Linked DNA regions of Mus musculus: regions 1 and 3 are each linked to region 2. Evidence: chromatin contacts called from public HiChIP or PLAC-seq data. All regions are on one chromosome and are shown on one strand. The core of a region is the stretch at or near the end of the contact, and the rest is flanking DNA. Distances in the headings are between cores, read along the strand shown.

Region 1 (3,291 bases), core at 89-2,588, 440 kb after region 2:
TTAAAAGTTTGCTTTATTTTTAAGAGAGAGAGAGAGAGAGAGAGAGAGTATATGTGTGTGTGTTCAATAATTCAGGTACTAGGTGGGTCCAGAAGAGGGCACTGGATCCCCTATCGCTGGAGTTACAGGTGGTTGTGTGTCAGTCAACATGAATGCTGGGAAGCAAAACTTAGCTCCTCTACACAAGCTGAACACCCTCCTAGCCACTGGGTGATCTCTCCAGCCCCCAGTTATATAGTTTCATTTCTCTTGACTTAAATAGATAAGACTGAAGTTGTAACACTGTATATTACTTGTACTTTAGACTTGATGGGAAACGTCCATACTTTTCCAAGTGGTCTTTACCATATTACAGTCCCATTATCAATCTACAAAAGGTCTAGACACTTGGACCCGGGTATCGGTGTTACTTTGTTCCATTTAACAAAGCATAAAGTCTGATGAGGAGCCTCTGCCAGTGGCATGCTTAGGAGATGAGAGCGTCCTTTGCACCTGTTTCAGAAACAGCACCGCGTCTGTTACCTCCCATTCACTCTCCAACCGCCACAAAGTAACATTTAACCAAACTGCTATGAAAGTGCAGGGGGATTTAGCATGCTTAACCACAGAGGTTGTTTTTTCAAACTGAGTGATAAAACTGCAGCTTCAAAGCCTTTACATTGAGCATATCTCTCCTCTGCTGAAATCAAAGTGGCCGGTGTCAATGCCAAATGTGGAAATGTCACAGAGACCAAAGTCGCCGGTGCTTCAAAGTCTTTGCAGGAGTGGAAAGACTTTTTGAAGCTTGGTTGGTTAGCATATTTTCCAGGCCAATTGCTAAGTTAACTCTGCAGAAAACTACCAGAAAATTATCTCCCCTCTCTACTTCCTTTAAGAAAAAGCCTTTGTTTATTTGTTTGATTAGTGTGTGTTTGTTTGTTTGTTTGTTTGTTTTGGAGGCAGGGTCTCACTATGTAGCTCCGGCTGTCCTGGAGCTCACCATGTCAGGCAGGAAGAAACCCTACGTGTTGAGAGGCACTGAGAGCCACAGGTGCTCTTGTCGCATGGTGCAGTGTTGAGTGTAAGGATTATCACATTAGGCCAATGAAAAGACAGGCATGCAAGCTGCGAGGAGGATTTTACAGCTTGCTTTTGGTTTCATCAGAATATTCCGATGAGAATGCTTTTCTAATAGAGTAATGGCAAGTTGGCTCTGGAGCTGGCTTTTGTCAAGGTGACATAAATGACTCACCAGATGCTATAAATAGAATTCAGCTTGAACCTCTGTCCACAGTCACACTGATATTCCCACAAAGAGATGCTACTAACAGCAGAGAGCAGCCCGCTAGCCACTGTGACAGCTAACGTGGGCTGGAGATGAGGGGAACCACAGCTTTGTGGAGTACAAGCATGAGCCCTGATCTGTCACGCTTGCTGTCCTGGGTTTCGTGGTGTCCTTCACAGCCTCTGAAACAGTTCTATTGTTCTCATTAAAGATCATCGTCCATGTGTCCTCTCTGTTGGTAAATCCAAGAGTAGCACAGCCTTGAACCAACAATTTATCTTTATCTCTTCTCTCCTTCGCAGCAAGCAGCACAGGCTATTGTAAAGTATGGCGGCACACCGTGGAAGGGCTCAGTCCTTACCTGCTGGAGAATGAACAGATGCGTTGATGTACAGATTAACTATGTTTTCACACAATACTCTGAAGTGTATTGAAGAAATTTTCTAACATAATATGCATTTATCTGTCCCGCTATTCAAAAAACAAAAACAAAAAAAAGTCTCAAAAAAATCTAATCATGGCAGCAAATTTACAGTTCCTTGGAAGAATGAGATGGAAAAATAGTGACCATGAGGCCACCATGGGCTCCATAGCGGGGTCCTAGAACAACAGCAACAACAAAAGAATCTATCGTTTCCTCACCCCCTGACCCCATTTGCTCCTCAATCTCGCAGCAAGAAGAGGATAAAATGTTGCCGGGACTCAGCAAGATGAAAAGCACATGAAGAATCCACTTTCACACTGCTGAGGACCAGTTTCACCCAGCTCTGAAGAAAGGGCAGGAGACAGAAGTAAGACTGAGCAAAGAGACCTGCGGAGACAGGTCAAGAGAGACTGTTCTCCAGGGAAGACAGACAGAAGAGTCCCCACCCCCACCCCCCACCCCTGGGGTGGACCCTGCTGAAGCAACCAGAGCCTGGGAGGAAGCAAAGAGAGAGAAAGAGAGATGAGAAACTGTCTTCAGGCAGGCAGCGTTCCTGTAAGTTTGTGTTGCTGTCACTCCTCCCCAGGCCAAATGCTTGGCACAGGCACCTGGGTTGTCCTCAGCCTGAGAAAGCAGAGGAAGACGACGGGAGGGTGAAGTGCACACGGTGGGCAGTCATTTCCTCCCATCGCTCATGGTCAGATGCCATCTAAGCAGACTGTGGGGACTCCCTTGGTCTTTCTCTTCCCAGACACTGTAAGAGCCACGCTTCCTTTGAGGCCACCCTCCACCTCTGCTTTAAGTACAATGCTGTCTGCCTTTCTCTTCGTGAGATCTAGTTGGTAAACAACAAAGATGAAGGCCAGCAAGTAGAAAAGGCATCTAATCTCAAGCTGCAATACTGAAATGAATCTGTCTGCGGAGGTTCCATTCCAGGAAGCAAAGAAAGAAGAGAGAGAGAGAGACAGAGAGAGACAGAGAGAGAAATCCCCTGAAGTCCTTGCCCAGGGTCCCCTGAATCTAGTAATAAGCGAAAGTGTGTCATCTTCGGGTTCTAGGGATAAGCTTTGCTTGAATGGTGCAAAGCTGGGACTGTTATCTGATCTTTCGAAGGAGCCCGTTGTCATCACATCACAGTGGCTCAGAAAACCCAGAGGGACAGAGCTGAATTTTGAGTCCAACACCCAGCTGTCACCTCCTTTTTTTTTTTTTTTTTTTTTTGGTTTATCTCCTTCCTCCCAAGGCAGCTAGAAACACAAATCCCAGAAGGTGATCGTAGATGAGGTTTGACAGATGGCTAAAAATGCAAGTGAGGGGTCCATCCTAGATGGTGGTGGTACAGGCCTCTAATCCCAGCCTTCGGGAGGCAGAGGCAGGCGGATTTCTGAGTTCGAGGTCAGCCTGGTCTACAGAGTGAGTTCCAGGTCAGGGAAGGTTATACAGAGAAACCCTGTCTCAAAAAACCAAAAAAAAAAAACCAAAAAAAAAAAAAAAAAAAAAAAAAAAAAAAAAAAAAGAAGCTAACTAGAGATCTAGAGATGCATGCTAATAGTAAAGCTCCAGCTGTGCACCAATACACACACACACACACACACACACACGT
Region 2 (2,939 bases), core at 415-2,914:
CCTTAACATGAAGAATGAAGAGAGAGAGGAATACACAGTGCAAGGATTTGCCCCAAGATGCATAGAGTGTATCAGCTGGTATTGGCCTTGAACCTGCAGCCTGGCTCCCTACCTAATCCCTTCCCTGAGCTGCTTTGATTCTCAAGATCCTCCAGAAGATGCTGCCCCGACCCCCAAAGATGAAAACCTACAAGAGAAAGGGTTCCTATGGTTTCAGCTCTCAGAGCTGACCTTTTCAGCCTTCTATGCCCTACCAATGCTTTTATTCCAGACAGCTCAGGGATAGGGAAGGGGGTGGGGGTGGGGGGTGAGTATCGGGGTCGGGAGGGGTTATAAACTTGGGTGTTAGCTGATGTGGACTCAGGAGATGATGAGAAAATTGGAAGAAGGTGAGCCAGGACTAAATAGAAATGTGAGATGCTGTAGTGATCCCCCTCCACAAAGCTGCCCTTCTTGTGCAGAGAGAGAAGACAGCAGCTGGCCTGTCAGGGCTCTCCAGTGGGGAGGCAGGAAGCAGTATTTGCATCTAAACTGCTGTGACCCATCACAAAAAAATTAGAGCCCCTACTTCTAGGTTCCTGAGCACCTACCATTCACATGTGTGTTAGGGCAGTGAGCTTGGTGGTCTAGGCCTTTTTAAAATCAGGTACCGCCCTTTAAATGTGTGGACAGAGCACTTCTATTGAGTTTTCTGTTGACTATTGCTTTGCTCTATAGTTCAAGCCAGTTCTATATTAAGTAACAGGTATTGAATTTCGCTCAGTTTCATTTTAGGTTATCTTCTCCCTTATCTGTGCGCCTCTGAACTTCCAGGAGGTAGTCAGCTTGTAAGATGTGTGCCTTTGCCTGGACCGTTGACTTAGTCTCTTCAGGTGTGAGCAGTAATTGGCAGTCAACAGAGCTTTTAACCATGAAGGGAGCGAAGGAAAACAAATTTGAATCAATGTCGATGGCAAATGTCCTTGAGTGCAGGCTCTGTAGAAGGCCTAGGGAGACACTGGCTCTCCCTTCTGAGGTTTGCAGCCCTAAAATGGAGATGCTTTCTGGGGTGGCTGGGTGCCATTTCACCTAGCAACCCATGCCTGCAACTTGCAATCTTGTCCTCCTGAAGGACAATTCTGTCTCCTCCTGGAGATTGGTTTGTTTACTGTACAAAGAAATCAGGTGAACAGTTTGCTAAAACTAATAATTTGTTTTGGTTGAGGTTTCCGGAAGCAAACCCTGAGATGAGGGTGTCTAGGCAAGCGATTCCGTAGCAAAGCACTCTGGGAAGAAACAGTTAAGGCACTGGGGTGCTAGATGGCTCAGGGGAGAAAAAGAACGATGGGAAATCTCAGGTAAGTGCCATTGGTCGCTGAATTTGCAGACAATTATGAAACGTACTTTGCACTGTAGCCTGGGTCACCTCAGCAGAGAGAGACAGGGGGCTAGGTTTCCATCACACTGCACCGTGATTTGTCTCTGATTTTTAACCCAACTGGGTGAGAATAAGACCATTACCACAATTTGGATTTAAGCCAAATTTGAAGCAAGCTTTATTAAATATTAGACAGAATGATGGGCTCTTGCCAGATCCATCCCATTTCCAGAGAGTGGCCTCAATTACGTTAGCCAGGTTTATAAAGGCGACACCCACGGGCTGTGTACTTTCCACCTTCATCCAATCCGGGCAAGCATGTATCCTGACATACTTCCTGCCTACGTACAACCTACCCTCCTGCCCACTGTGATGAAGCACGTCCTGTGCAGTTGGGGCAACCAACCTTGTTTACAGAAGTGAAAACGTGCTGCTTGTTGTCTGGCATGAGCAACAGCTCCCAGCATTCTAGAATCTTATCTCTCCCTGGGCAAGTGGGGCTTACAGGTTAGAGGCGTTTTTGTTTTATAGATCTCTTCATCACAGTAAAGTCAACTTACAGCATAACTTTAGTCGTCACGTGACATCTGCTTGCTGTGAATGCAGAGTCCCAGGTGTTTCCTGCCTTGGATGCTCCCAGCCCGCACAACCCTGACAACTCAGGGCCAGCTACTTCAGAAGGCTTCAGTAAGGAGCTAGCATTGATTATGGACAGATGCTGCCATGGCAACTCTACTGTGTAGTTCCACTTCTGGCTTTGGAGAGAGTTGGCTCCTCAGCACAAGGGATCAGTGAAGAAGTCCTGCATGCACTGACTGATTCAGATCATGAACATTAAGTGTGCTCAAAATGCTGGGGTGCCTTTAGAATGTGTATAGGAATTAGTGTTAGATAACAGTGCACTCTCTTGTGTACGTACGCTGACTCAGAGGGGAAAAGGACTCAGTCTGCCGAGTCCGAGAAACTGAGGTCATTCCCCGCACCTATAGGGCAGAAGGAGAGGCCTGAGTCCTGCGAGATGTGTGTGTGTGTGTTTAATGGATATTTTTCACACAATATATTTTGATTATGTTCCTCTCACTCCGAACTCCTCCCAGAGTCTCCACACCTCCTTACCTACTCAACTTTCTTTTCTCTATTTCTTTTAAAAAGAAACAAAAAAACAAAAAACAAAAAATTGCAAGCAACAAAAAGAAAACAAAACAAAAACTCACAAGAAACACAACACCACCATCCACAAAAACAAAATAAAAAACAGACAAAGACCAATAAGACAAAAATGCCAAAACAAAACAAAACAGAATGAAACAAAATGCACACAAAAGTACAGATGAGGGTGGTTTTGTGCTGGCCTGAACACACACACACACACACACACACACACACACACACACACACGGGGAGGGAGGGAGAGAGAGAGTGAGAGAGAGAAAGAGAGAGAGAGAGAGAGAGAGAGAGAGAGAGAGAGAGAGAGAGAGATTTTTGGTGTAGAAACTAAAACTAATAATCAACAACGTCACCAAGTGTGACCACATGGCAGGGACTGAATGAACCGTGTGATTTACAGACAGCAGCCCCCGCT
Region 3 (3,032 bases), core at 12-2,511, 490 kb before region 2:
TCCCCACTACGGCTTAGTAGGAAGGCCGGCGGGCAGGCCGGCGGGCGGGAGGGGAGCGTGGCAAGGCGAGCGTGGCAGGGCGAGTGGCTACGGTTCGCCCGGGGGCTGACTCCCAAGCCCGGGAGAGCAGCGCTCGGCTCCAGGTGCTCGGCCCCATTCCCTTGAAATTAAGCAAACAGGTTTCGGCCAAAACTCCAGGGGTGGGAGGTGCGGGACGCGACCCGTCCACCCCGTTAAGGACCGTGCTCTCCCCGGGAAAATAAACAGGTCCCGTCGGACTCGGGAGCCGACGCGACTTCGGAGCGCTCGCCTTGGGCGAGCAGCCACCACCACCACCGCAACTGCCACGGAGCCCGGCGCGGCGGGGAGGGCGAAGCGCCGCCGAGCACACGGCGGAAGTCCACGGCTCCGCACGCCGCGACTCCAGTCCCCGGTCCCCCGGTTCCCCGGTTCCCGGGGCCGCCTTGCTGGTGGTGGCCCAGGAAGGCGCGCGTGCCGGGGCCTGGGGTCTTAGCCCGACGCCGCGGGCGCCCCGGCCGTTCCCGGCCTTCGCCGCCGAGCACCACCCCCCCCCACCACGGCCGCCGAGGCCCGCCGCCCACCTCGCCCCACGGCCGCCGCCGCCGCCTCCGCTCCGCCGGGCTGAGTCAACGCCGGCCGGGGGGAGGGAGGGAGGGAGGGAGGACGGGCGGGCGCCCCGCGCCTCACGCCTCACGCCGCCCCCCGGCCGCCCGCACCCTCACGCCTCGCGCCACCAACGCCGCTCCCGACCCCTCAAGCCCCAACGCCGACACGGGCAACCCCTCCCCCGGTCCCCGAGACTCCCGTCCGGGGCCCAGGGGACTGTGTTACCTTCTGCCCCACCAGAGGTGCCCCTGGCCTGGGGGTGCCGCTGCGCTCGATCCCGGGAGGAGGTTTTCGGTACTTTGAATAATCCCCTTTTGCCGCTTTTCCCTCCCCCACAACCAGTCTCAGTCCCAAAATGGCGCCGACCCGATCCGCAATGTTCTGGGCCAAGTCTCGCGAGATCGTGGAAGGTGGCGAGGGAGGGGGGACGCAGCGGAGAGGTTGAGAAGTAAGAGGAGGGAGGCGGGGCGAGGGGAAAAGAGGAGGAAGAAAGGGTGCGGAAGCCGCGGTGCAAACGAACCCACTGGGCGGAGCCGGAGGAGGAGGGCCTCCACCACAGAACCTTCTGGCCCAAGTAGCAGCTCACGCCCCAGGTCAGGGAAGCTCCGCCCTCTACGTCGGCGCCTGGGGGAGAGGAAGGGGCGGGGCTAGACCGGGGGCGGGGCTTTGAGGAGGACCCGGAGGCTGGGCCTGGCGCGGGGGAAGGGCGGGGGCGGGGCGGGGGGCGGGGCGGGGAGGCGGAGTCTCGGCGCGGTGACGTCAGGAGCAGCTGGAGCCGGGGATTACCCCCTGCTGCTGACGTGAGGACGGTGAACAATCCGGAACGTTCGGTGGAAGGGGGAATTCCCGTCCGTTCCCTGAGGAGCGCCTCTGTGCAGCCGCGGGCCCTCCCCGAGCTCGGGAACGGTGGGGTGGAGAGGACGAGCGCAGGCGGTCCGGACGGGCAGGCGGGCTCGCAGGGCGTGCGGCGCTTCTGAGTCTGCCCGGCAGCGCCGCGCAACCCGGAACGGCCGGCGGCGGGCGCCGTTCGTTCGGCTCCGCCTGAAGCCCGCCGTGGCTCGCAGGCCGCTCGGCGCGGGCCCTGAGCGCTCCGTGGGCGGAGCCGGCCCTGCCTGAGTGATTGGGCGCCGCAGTCGCGCGCCACGCGGAGCGTGCGGGACGTTAACACGCGGAAGCCGGGTTAGGGAGGCGCGCGAGGCTCGGCTGCAGCCACCGTTCCCCCGGAGTGCGAAGGGCTGCCAGAGAGCATCGCGCTAGTAATTCCTATTTCTAATAACTCCAAAGGAGATGGATTATTTCATCAGCGTTGTCCTGGGTATCCGCATAGCACAAACGATTATTTAAAAAAAAAAAGTTACGGTATTCACTTTCTCTACATATAGCCAAAGGTTCACTCTGGAAAGGTTGGAGATTTAATTCTAAAAGGAAAAAAGTAGAAGAAATGAGGGAGAAGCGTCCTAAAGAGGGAAAATCACCGGAGCGTCATTTCCCAGAAACTTTTTATATGCATTATAGGGTTTGTAGTTTAGTGCGTTACCCCTATAAGTTCGCCGAATGTAAACTCGCCTTAATTTGTACCTCAATCTTTACCCATCTTGCCCCCTAGGTACAAAGGGAAAAAGGGCTTAAAACTAAAGGATGCTTTTTTCAATCGTGCCAATGTCTAAGATGTGTTTTCCTCACTTTTTACATAAGCTGGTTTCATATTTTAGAAATGATCCAGTTACTCCCTGGACCTTGACTACTCAACCTACCCGGTTTAAACTTCCGTTTGTTTTAGGTGGGTTTGAATATGGGTCGAGTGGGGACGGGAGAGGCAAGGATTCGTGTTGCTTTCTCTAAAGAGCTATGTAGAGAACCTTGAACGCCCGATCCTTTTGCCTCTGCTTTACAAACTCTGGGGTCACAACCATGCCCCACCCCGCCCAGCTCTGTTTTAAGTCTTAATCCAAACTCTTTCCACTACACGAGACCTGAATCCATAAAATTAACGTATATTGAAAAAGAACTTGGGTTGCTTTTGAATTTAGCTCGGATCTCAGCTATGTAACCCAAGCTGGCCTGGAGTTCTCCTTATCCCTTCAAAGACACACCACCTGGTTTCTATTTCTAAGAATTGATATCAAACTAGGCAGAACAGGAAGAGGAGGGAATGCATGGGGACATGAGAAGAAAAAGGGTACCTTTCACCAAGAGTCAGGCATTAAATAAGATGAACAGCACCTGCTTTAGAGAAAACTATTCCAAGAAAGTTAAAATATCCTGGAGTCGTGCCTTACATCTATAATCCCAGCATTCTCTGAGTTCAGATTAACCTCGAGGACATAGCAAAATTCCAGGATAGTCAGGGCTACAAATGAGACCCCGCCTCAGATTTAAAGAATGTTAAAATAGCAATGAACTGT

The links. HiChIP or PLAC-seq counts read pairs in DNA pulled down with a chosen protein or histone mark.
Region 1: a contact with region 2 is called in an H3K27ac HiChIP or PLAC-seq map of double positive thymocytes, with 4 times the contacts expected there. The contact joins two enhancer-like sites. A contact is called at or near these places in 1 of 484 Hi-C or Micro-C datasets (CD4 T cells) and 4 of 115 datasets of contacts at active chromatin or transcription factors (CD8 T cells, double positive thymocytes, microglia and 1 more).
Region 3: an H3K4me3 HiChIP or PLAC-seq map of pro-B cells shows a contact between it and region 2, with 4 times the contacts expected there. The contact joins the promoter of Gpbp1 here to the enhancer-like site in region 2. A contact is called at or near these places in 2 of 39 promoter capture datasets (the C10 cell line and pre-B cells), 1 of 484 Hi-C or Micro-C datasets (B cells), 4 of 115 datasets of contacts at active chromatin or transcription factors (the SCID.adh cell line, double positive thymocytes, pro-B cells and 1 more) and 2 of 9 other capture datasets (adipose tissue and liver).

Annotation. Positions count from the first base shown.
Region 1 is chr13:112,424,228-112,427,518 of GRCm38.p6, forward strand. No RefSeq gene overlaps it. Among named protein-coding and RNA genes, the nearest start is that of Gm33905, 14 kb to the left of the region's middle. Within about 2 kb of position 1,339, at least 79 of the 459 cell types and tissues checked have an H3K27ac peak or open chromatin away from gene starts, as enhancers often do. A contact at or near this core is called in CD8 T cells, double positive thymocytes and regulatory T cells, where this site is marked.
Region 2 is chr13:111,982,462-111,985,400 of GRCm38.p6, forward strand. No RefSeq gene overlaps it. Among named protein-coding and RNA genes, the nearest start is that of Gm15322, 11 kb to the right of the region's middle. Within about 2 kb of position 1,665, at least 85 of the 459 cell types and tissues checked have an H3K27ac peak or open chromatin away from gene starts, as enhancers often do. A contact at or near this core is called in B cells, CD8 T cells, the SCID.adh cell line and 7 more, where this site is marked.
Region 3 is chr13:111,488,866-111,491,897 of GRCm38.p6, forward strand. It overlaps Gpbp1 (GC-rich promoter binding protein 1), which reads right to left and starts at 1,262. Exons shown (of 13, transcript NM_028487.5): 1 at 853-1,262.